Linked DNA regions of Lactuca sativa: region 2 is linked to region 1. Evidence: chromatin contacts called from public Hi-C data. All regions are on one chromosome and are shown on one strand. The core of a region is the stretch at or near the end of the contact, and the rest is flanking DNA. Distances in the headings are between cores, read along the strand shown.

Evidence for each region. A called contact is a pair of places that touch in the nucleus more often than the background predicts.
Region 2: a Hi-C map of leaf shows a contact between it and region 1, with 4 times the contacts expected there. The contact joins the promoter of LOC111917683 here to the promoter of LOC111906684 in region 1. A contact is called at or near these places in 2 of 4 Hi-C or Micro-C datasets (leaf and seed).

What each region holds. Positions count from the first base shown.
Region 1 is chr9:107,950,901-107,956,151 of Lsat_Salinas_v11, forward strand. It overlaps LOC111906684, which reads left to right and starts at 3,289. Exons shown (of 9, transcript XM_052767308.1): 1 at 3,289-3,482; 2 at 3,884-4,013; 3 at 4,119-4,192; 4 at 4,286-4,387. The coding sequence starts at 4,149. LOC111906683 reads left to right here. Exons shown (of 5, transcript XM_023902456.3): 4 at 121-570; 5 at 651-948. The coding sequence ends at 811.
Region 2 is chr9:108,931,978-108,937,228 of Lsat_Salinas_v11, forward strand. LOC111917683 (histone H3.3) reads left to right here and starts at 2,906. Exons shown (of 5, transcript XM_023913344.3): 1 at 2,906-3,028; 2 at 3,476-3,547; 3 at 3,638-3,714; 4 at 3,795-3,885; 5 at 3,979-4,278. The coding sequence starts at 3,476. The coding sequence ends at 4,149.

The DNA of each region.
Region 1 (5,251 bases), core at 2,039-4,538:
AAAAAACAAGGTTAGGTTTTTCGCCAACTTCATGTGTAAAACTTTCGACTTTTTTAGTATTTGCTCATGTTACTAATTACTTTTTATTACAAAATATAAGCCATTTTGTTGTGTCAATAGATGATGAGGGAAATAGGACAAGTTTTCACGAGAAGCAGATGAAATGGGGTTTTGAGAAACTAATATCTTTAGAGCATTTTAAGGATAGTAACAAAGGGTACATTTTCAACGATTCATGTATCTTTGGAGCTGAGGTTTTTTCAGTTCCCGAGTATACCCTGAAAGACAGATGCTTATCCATGATAAAGCCTCCAGCAACTACGAACACTTTCACATGGATTGTTGATAAATTTTCTTCTATAAAAGACGATTGCTTGCATTCTGAGGTGTTCAAAGTTGGAAAAATCAAGTGGACTTTATCACTCTTTCCAAAAGGAAGAGGTGCAGGAGTAGGGACAAATTTGTCATGTTTTTTAAAAGTACATGAAGCTAAGTCATTTCCTGATGATTGGATAGTTTATGCAAGATTTGAACTTCGGATTAAAAACAAAAGTGGTTATGCTGCAAAAGGTGAAATACTTAATGATCATGTTGATTATTTTATGTAACTCTGAGTTCTTGATGATTTGTATTTCTATAATTGCTTGTAGACACTGGGCATTGGTTTTGTGAAGAGGAAGATGATTGGGGGTTTTCATGTTTCATATTGTTGAGTGAACTTCGTGACATGAGTAAGGGGTTTTTGAAGAATGATAGGCTTATTTTTGAAGCAAAGATTTCAGTTGTTGGAATGCTAAAAAATTTCATCTGAAGCATGTGTTTAATTAATGCTGTTTTTTGGCAACATATGTTGATAAATATTTTTTTTTGTATAGACCTATGGTTTTTGATGTTTGGGATTATGGATGAATGTGGTGTTCATTTGGTAATGGAATGTTCTTATTGGAAGCTTTTATCTTGTATGTGTCGAGTTCACGTTAAGTTATTAATATTGTGATAACGGAAAAATGGAAAATATTTCGGGGTGTGTGAGAGAATGGAAAATATTTTTTAGGGTGTGGTTTATATTTTAGGTGGGTTATAAAAAAGTAGTCTAATAAAACTTTGCTATCAGTAAATAGAAAACAAAACAAAAAAAAATTCATCCCCTCTTTGGTTCATATCATTAGTGAATTCACATCCAATAAAATAGGGATGTAATTAAAAGATAATCTCAATAATTAAAGTTGAAATTTGGTTATAGATAATTAATAAGCGAAAGAGAAGGATAAATATCAAAATACCCTTAGAGTAAATTACACGAACGGTCCTTATTGTTTGGAGTAATTTGCATGTTTGGTTCTTAACTTACTTTTTAATTCGGAAGGTTCCTACTATTTGTTTTTGTTGTGCGTTTGGTCCTTGTCTTATCTAAAAAGACTATTTTGCACATGATTTTTTAATTTATTTAAATAAGCATACCCTCAACCCCACTTCATCTCACCTTACATACCTCATCTTATTTAAATAAGTTTAAAAAAATCAAGGGCAAAATAGTATTTTTTTTTAAAAAAATATAGGGACCAAACGTGCAACAAAAACAAACTATAGAGACTTTCCGAGTTAAAAAAAAACAAAACTGCAAAATGGTCCCCGTGGTATTCAGTTTTTTGGGGTTTTTATCCAAACTACGATTTTTTTGGCTTTGTGGTCCTTTTGGATTAGTTTGTATGTGAAAATAGTCCCTCCGAAAATTGAAATAACTATAATACCCTTGGGGTATTTATTTTTCATTTTTCTTTCATTTTTTTAATTTAATATTAATTAATTTATTTTAATAATTAAAAAATAAAAAATCATTCTCTCTCTCTCTCTCTCTCTCTCTCTCTCTCTCTTTCTCTCTCTCTGAATCAAGATGGTATCATCTTCTTCATGACCACTTCTTCAAAACAAAACTTATATCAGCTCCTCACCGGTCACCGTCCCTCCTTCCAGCCACCACAAATCATCGATCAAAACCCGATCAGAAATCAAAATAACTCCACTTCTTCTTGTTTCATTGCCTCCGGTAGAAAATCCACCGAACCTCAATCTACCACAACTAAACCTCCACTCTACTATCAGATCGTCGTTGGATCTACCCCCTACCAACAGATCGCCTCTTCACCCTTTCCTCTCGACGAAAAATGCTCCCACCTCCACATTTTACTCGGCCTATTTCTACTATCTACCATTGCAAAACCCCAATACCCTTTACACATCATGTTTCTATATTCTCTATGTACCACCGATGAAGACGTCTTGCTAGAGAAGATCAATATTGCCAATCGTCGGAGCTCTCAGGAAGGAGGAACTAGTTGGGGGGATTTAACCCAGATGTTTCAGGTAAATCAAATGTCCCAGATGCGGGAAGGAGGTAAATCGTTTCCTCCGCCACCCACCCAGATGCATCATTGATTTTTTTTTGTAGGATTTGGTTTTGATTTGTGGTTAAATTGAAATGTAAAGTTTTCATGTATATATTTGAGTTGAGTATCAGTAAGGATGATTTCTTGATCCACCGAAAAACAAGTTACTGTGATGATGTCATATTGGTGGTGGTCAGATTTGATGGTGACGAAGGCTATGGTGGTGTTAGTATGCGATGGTGAGATTGAAGTTTGTATGTATTTTAATTTTAGAGATTGCAGGGAAAAAGACAACGATATATATATATATATATATATATATATATATATATATATATATATATATATATATATATATATATATATATATAGAGAGAGAGAGAGAGAGAGAGAGAGAGAGATGGTGGGTCATTTTTTTTATTTTTTAATTGGTAAAATAAATAAATTAATATTAAATTTTTAAAAAATGAAAGAAAAATGAAAATTAAATACCCCAATGGTATTATAGTCATTTCAATTTTCGGAGGGACTATTTTCACATACAAATTAGTCCAAAAGGACCACAAAGCCAAAAAAGTCGTGGTTTGGACTAAAACCTAAAAAAAAATGCATGCCACACGGACCATTTTTACAATTTTGTCTTAAAAAAATAAGTTAGGAACAAAATAATGAAAATATGCAAATTACCCGAAACCATAGGGACCATTCGTGTAATTTACTCATACCTTATGTGCTTGCACATGTGATGAAACGAGAATGGATGAAACGGGCGTGTGTGACTTCTTTGGGAAAACACCAAAAGTAGGGATCAATATTGCAACTTTTGGTAAAGCTTAAGGACAACTCTGTAAATTACTCTAAATAAAATTTTCGAACTTAACAATTATTTGGATTTAATTGCAAGTCGTTATCACATCAAGTCAATGACTCTGCTTCCCCGGCACACCGGCACACAGACGTCGGAGCAATAATGGCGGCGTCGGTGGTAGCCGCATTGAAGACGCTGTTCAGCCTATTGGCTTGTGTGATGTTCGCCACGCTTCTTTGGGCAATCGCCATGGATGGCCTCGCTTCTTGCGTAGACCTTCGCGCAAGGTAAGTTACAAGCTTAAATTACAGATTTGTGTATCGAGATTACTGGTTGAAGTCTGATGCCTGTTTTCCCCATACCTTGTGTTTCGATTGAAAACAAATGTGAAGTGTTTCATCTAATCATCTGTATTTTGAACAGACGGAATTTCCGAGTGATTTGGGTATTTGAGACTTATGTAGAATGCTCCATTGTTGCTAATTTTTACTCATCACATCATAATTTATATCGATTGCTCTGTCTGTTCCGAAATTAATCCAATTTTCAGGGATAAAGTTTTTGAAACGAAAGTCGCATCAATTGTAATTTACAAAGAATACTTTTCGATTGGTCTGTTGTTGATGGATCGATGCTTGGATCCACAAATCGTTCAAATTTGATGAGTTTATTATCAAATGTATGTTAGAGAGTTTGAAGATTGAAGTTTAATTAGGGATGATTTTACCCATAATCAAATCCCAAACAATTTCCTATTTAATTGAAGGTGGTTGTTTGTGGCGTACATAAACTTTTACATAAATGTTGCTGTTATAGGGGTAAGAAATTCATATCAGCTACAAGGAATTTAATCATTTATGCTTAACTTGATTACTTGTTGAATTCATATGTGATTTTTATACTTGTATTCTACTATTCTTTAGATTTGGTTTGTTTACAAGGAAGCAAGCTGGATGAGGGCAGTTGTTTTGATACTTTTAGAAATTGTGTTTGGAAGGTAATCTTCTTGCTTTTAAAAAATACATTTTGAAATTTGTAAATATCAAAATATCAAAACTCAAAAGATATAAAATTATTTTTCCTTGTGCAGCATTATTACATCTGGATATATCGTTATACAGTTATTCAAGTTGTCACATGAAGAATCTTCAAAGGATCCATTATATTTTGTGTTGGTAAAACATGAAAAAAGGTCGGCATTATTTTTCTTATAACTTTTTAGGTTTTAACTAGGATTTTATCCATCGCGCGTTGCGGCGACAGTAATGCATTTGAGAAGCAGTAGAAAATATGTTGTTAGGTGTTGAATAGAACTTAGTAAGAGTTAAGTTGGCAAACCACAAAAGTCAGGGGTCAACGCCATACCAAACAAATATAATAAAAACTGTATTACATACATACCAACGCATACACAAATTTAGAAAGTCGTAGGCGTTGTAACTGTATGGTAATCAAATTGTATATGTTATAGGAGATAAAACAAAACTTTAGAAAATAAAATAGTGAAATTGATATTTTTCAAAGTTCAAAATGGGATGAAAATGACATTTTAAAAAGTAGAGGGTTGAAATGCTATTTTACAAAGTATAAACATAGACAAAGTCGAATTATACCGACATGTATACAAAAAAAACAAGTATTTTTTTTTTTAAATCAACGAACGAAAGTTCTAAATTTACGTCGAAACGTTGACCACCTCTATTTTATATCAATGCAGAAAGTTTAGAAAGTCGAATGAGTAGTAACTGTAGGAAAATAAGATTGTTTTTATTACGGACAATAAAACAAAAACTTAGAAAATGAAAGGGGTGAAATTGATATTTTTCAATGTTCAATTACCAAATAAAAATTATACTTTAAAAAGTAGAGGGTTGTAAAATGTCATTTTATAAAGTATATGAATGATAGCAATAGAAAACTAGTAGAGGGACTTAAATTGCCAAAAACTATAAATTGAAAATCAAACAAGTGAGGACTCAAAATGGAAATAAAAAAGAGTAGAAGGAATGAAAAAGGCAAAAGAGGCGACACCCACATTGGTATTTAGAATAGATAT
Region 2 (5,251 bases), core at 1,656-4,155, 980 kb after region 1:
AGAAGCGAGGTGTTGTCCAAATCACTCCGTATCAGGTGAGTGTATAGTCACTTTCATTTTACACATATATATGAAGTATTTTATATAAATTATGTGCTATGTGTATATATATGTTATCTGTTTACATGAGATGTTTGCTGGATGAAAGATCAATACTTCTTTCTTTTAGATCTGAAACCTTTTCCTTCAGATCTACACTTTTTCATCCCAGATATAAACTTTTTCTTAAGATCTAAACTGTATACTTTGAGATCTATGTTGGATGAAAGATATGAACTTCTTTCCTTTAGTTCTGAACTTTTTCTTCAGATCTAGACTGTATATGCATTTTATGCCTTGAAAGTTATGCTGGATAAAAGATGTAAGCTTTGTTTTACAGATTTGGATCATGTATGTATTTTATATCTACAAATATGTTGGGTAGAACGTGGGTAGATGAAATAGTTGATGTGTGGTGAAATAAAATGATGAGAAACCTCAATGTTGACGTTGTTTCAGTCATCCAGTGGAGTATGGATGACGACCACATACTTTTTTAGGAAGTCTAGTGGAACGCTAGCAGGCTCGCAACCTGTAGGTGTTTGTGAACGAAGTGTTCATCGGTGTACTCCATCCCCCCCATGGTTGCCTTACGGACACTTATGGCTGAGGAATCCCCTTAGCAGTAGTGTCCATCCCGATGAAATTCCTTAGGATAGGTCCCTTATGATAGATGCTTTAGGGACGTAAGGTGAGGATAACGGGAACGGGTAATCGGGTTAATGATTGTTGAAAATAATAAACTTATTTATCGTGGGTTGAAAACCCTATATGCTCATCAGGCTCCACATCCTAACTCACTCAGTTTCTTGTATTACAGGTAGTGGCAAAAGCATAGTTGGATGACTTGACGAGAGATTATGGATTTGAGGTCAGATTATGTTTTGTGGCCCAAGATGTTTATTTCTTTTTGGGTTACGCTTATGGTCTGTATCGATGATTGACATCCCGAGTTTTTGTAATGTAATGAAAATACATTTCTTTAAGAAATGCTTTGATAAATTTATATCATATTTTGTTTTGGGAACAAATTCCGCAGCACATTTTTTTTAAGTTACTCTGATTTTTATTAAAAAACATAAACGAAATCGGTCTTTTATGGCCGTAAAAATGAGGATGTCACATGAGGTGACTAGCTTGGTTGCATGGTGGTCCTTGCATGGATGTATGATGAACAAAATGGAGGTGGCACCTCCAAAGTCAACCCTCCCTTAATTCTCTCTCTCTTTTTTTTTTTTTAATACATGGGTTGAGAATCTGGGCCAAGAAGAAAAGACGGGGTAGTTTGAGCCCATTAACTTTAGCTAGGATATTTGGATCTTAAACATAACATTTTTCGGCCCATTGGGCCCTTGGAAGCATTCACGACCCAGTTAGAGTAAAAGAATGGGCTTATGGCTCACTAAGGTTAATTGGATTAGTTATGGCCCAATTAGGCCCATTAGGGTTAGAATGAATCATTCTAGACCCAAAATGGTCCAAAATATTTTGGATTTATGAATTACGTCTAATTAAGATCCAAATAGGGCTCTCTATGTCCAATGAAGTTGAATTGGGTGCTAATTGGTCCATTAGGCCCATTAAGGAACTCCTAGTCCAATATGGACTTAAACCAGGATTCTTAGGGTTTTTAGTCTCTTTGTCGAACATGAATGATGAATCTAATGAGCATCGTGTGAGATTTACTTAGAGTATATGATTTACAATAGTTGGATGGTTACACAAGAATAGAATTTCCTAGCTAAAATGCTAGTTGTGACATAATCTTTTGTTGCAGGCCATGACATATACAATCCGCTGCTTAAACAGGTTTAACTTATTTAAGCTACTAGTCTTATGTTGAAGACACTTGCTAATTGCCTCTGTCAAATACTTCCACCCAACACAATAACATTGATGAATGGTATATTTAGTTGGATCACGAGTAGTACCATGAGTAGAGAAATTATGCCCTATTTTAGGTCGAAGAGACCTACATTTTTCTTCATAAGGAGCTTCAGAGTAGTTGTATGAAAATAGGCTGCATTGATAACAACCCTAAAATGACCGTTTCTAGTAGTTTTGGTGATGGTTTGAGCTTGGCATCGACAATGCAAGAATAGTAAAACTTACACACTTGCTTAGGGTATGACGACTCCAAAAAATCACAGAATGCATAGCGAAGAGGATATCTTTTGACGTAGTCGACAAAATCTTCAATTCATGAATTGTATTGATTTGGGATGATATATGAGAAGGCCACGTTGTTTGCTTGGATAACGATGGGAGTGTCAGGAGCATGGGGGCCTTTGACTACATTAGCATCACAAGTAAATACATAGAGAACCTTTGACATGATGAAATCTTGAAGAACTTGAGATAGAGAAGATGATGATCGAAAAAACTTTTGTGAGAGAACTTCAACTCCTTGGATGAGTTGTAAAAGCGACTTAGGAGAGGGAGAGAGCCTCAATTATTTTTTAATTGTTAAAATAGATAAAAAACGAAAGAAAAATGAAAAATACAAAAATGATAAAAAAAATTGGGGTTTAAACCAAAACCCCCAAAAAAGTATGCTACAAGACCATTTTTACAAATTTGTTTGCAAACAATTTCAAATAAGTTATGAATTACTAAAAAAAAAAAAATTCAGTACCTAAATACTAATAAAATCAAAATTTCGTTAATCACCTCATGCGATGCATTTTTAAATTTGGCTTAGAACAAAGCACATAAAGCTTATATAGAAATTACACAAAAAATCAACCAATAAGAACAAAGTATTAGGGTTCTACGATCCGTCTCATCCACATGGGAGACGCATCTCAACCGTCAAATCTATCCAAGAAAAAACACAGGATACGGAATCATTACCGTCAGATCCATCAAAACCACTCGATGCGAGGAAACAAAGACGCTATAAATACCCTTGTGCTTTCTCAACTTGAGTTCTCAGATTTATTTTCCCCCAAATTTTACCGATTCGTCACCGATAAGAAAATCGTTCGCGGTATGTTCTCTAAGCTTCTCTAAATTCTGTTTATTTTCTCGTTCTTAATCGATTAGTTAGCCAGAGAAAACCTTTTACAAGATCTGTAGGTTTCCAATTTCGTTGATTTCGGTTTTAGGGTTTGTATTCAGTTTTTTCTTTCATGTTCTTCATTAGATGATTAGATCGTACAAGAGACTACTCGTTTCCCTCCCTTTCTTTTCTTTCTGAAGAGAATTTCGTGACTTATTTTGGTTGTTCGCTCTAGTTTTACAATTTCATTGATTATCTGATTAGGGTTCGTTAATTATTTCTTCTAATTACTTAAACGAGATAAATCCGTGGATCATCTTGATTTCTCCTCTATTCATTGATGTCGCGGTTGGATCGTATATTCAAAAAAAATCATGGATCGTACGTTCATCAAATTCGTAATGATTTCTATGTTTTAATTACTGTTTCTTGTAGATGGCTCGTACCAAGCAAACAGCTCGTAAATCCACTGGAGGAAAGGCCCCAAGGAAGCAGCTTGCCACCAAGGTATATTCTTTTTCTTTCTCATCTATCAAAATCCCCGTTTTTCTTCAATTCTTGATGCTAATTTGTTTAATTATGATCATTATATGATAGGCTGCTCGTAAGTCTGCTCCAACCACAGGAGGTGTGAAGAAGCCTCACAGATACAGACCTGGAACTGTTGCTCTTCGGTATGTTACATTTCTCTAATTCAATATCAATTTTGACATTTTTTCCCTATTATATATTGAAATTGGTTAATATTGTGCAGTGAAATACGTAAGTACCAGAAGAGTACTGAACTTTTGATCAGGAAACTACCATTCCAGAGGCTTGTTCGTGAAATTGCTCAAGATTTCAAGGTTAGTAGTTTTCACATAGGATTTAGGCTGGAATTGGAATTGATTTCTATTCCAGCATTTGTTAACATATTGTTATGATTTGAAATGTTGCAGACGGATTTGCGATTCCAGAGTCATGCAGTGTTGGCATTGCAAGAAGCAGCTGAGGCGTATTTGGTGGGATTGTTTGAAGACACAAATCTGTGTGCAATTCATGCCAAGAGGGTGACTATCATGCCAAAGGACATTCAGTTGGCTAGGAGAATTAGGGGTGAGAGGGCTTGATTTGGGTGTTATGAAGTAGTAATTAGTGTGTGTTTTGTTGGATTGGAAACTGTGGTTTCTTTGTTTTGTTTGGTAGGATTGTGGACTTGATTGTTGGTGGATTATGGTAATGGTTTGAGTATTTTCTTATGAGATGTTGCAAGATTTGTCAAAATTCAAGACACTAGTAATAATGGAGTATCAACGAGTACACGTTTAAAGTAATAATTAAAACACAAAAAATCCATCTACTTAGGAAAATATCAGATAAAACTAGTTAATAGATAGGGAAAAGCAACAAGAAACCGATCTGATTAATACTTTTTGGGAGATGATTCATCCACTGAGTTTTTTTATCAATCCAAGGAAAAAATAATATATGGACAATTTTACCTTCACATTAAATTAAATTTTAGATGTTTATAGATAATAGCCTTATTTTTAGGAACTCTAAACAGAACCACAATTATATCATTATTAATTTATAAATATTAAAAATTAACAATTATATAAATTTGCTCGTGTGCTTATTCTTTATATTTGTTTCTTATTTAGAATTCACAACTTACGTCACTAACTTTATTTTAATTAAAAGTTTATAAACATATTAATTATAAAACTACTATACAATGAAAAATTTAATATAAAAAAATATAACATAAAAATAATGCCTAGCAAATAACAATCCAATATTCAAACTAATACATAGGGGTGAGCAAAAACCACACCACAACAAAAATTAACCGCAAAAACTGCAACCGATTAACCGCAACCGCAATAAAAACCGATGGTGAGGTTTTCTTTTTTCCAAAAACTGCAAACTTGCGGTGCGGTGTGGTTATTGGTTTTCAAAAACCGCAAAAAAAAAAAAAAAACCGCACCGTACTATGTAAATTATATACAATTTTTTTATTAATTATTAACATATTAAATATTAAAAATACGACAGATTTCATGGATGAAAGATGGATAAATACTAGAAGACAAAAGTATTTTATGTTTAACTTTAAAAAATGGTGAAATTAGACAATTTTAAGATATTTATTGTTACTTACTATTGGTTTGATGTTTTTAAGTTATTAGTTGTTTGTGATTTAAGTTAATTTTCTTATATCTTAAGGTT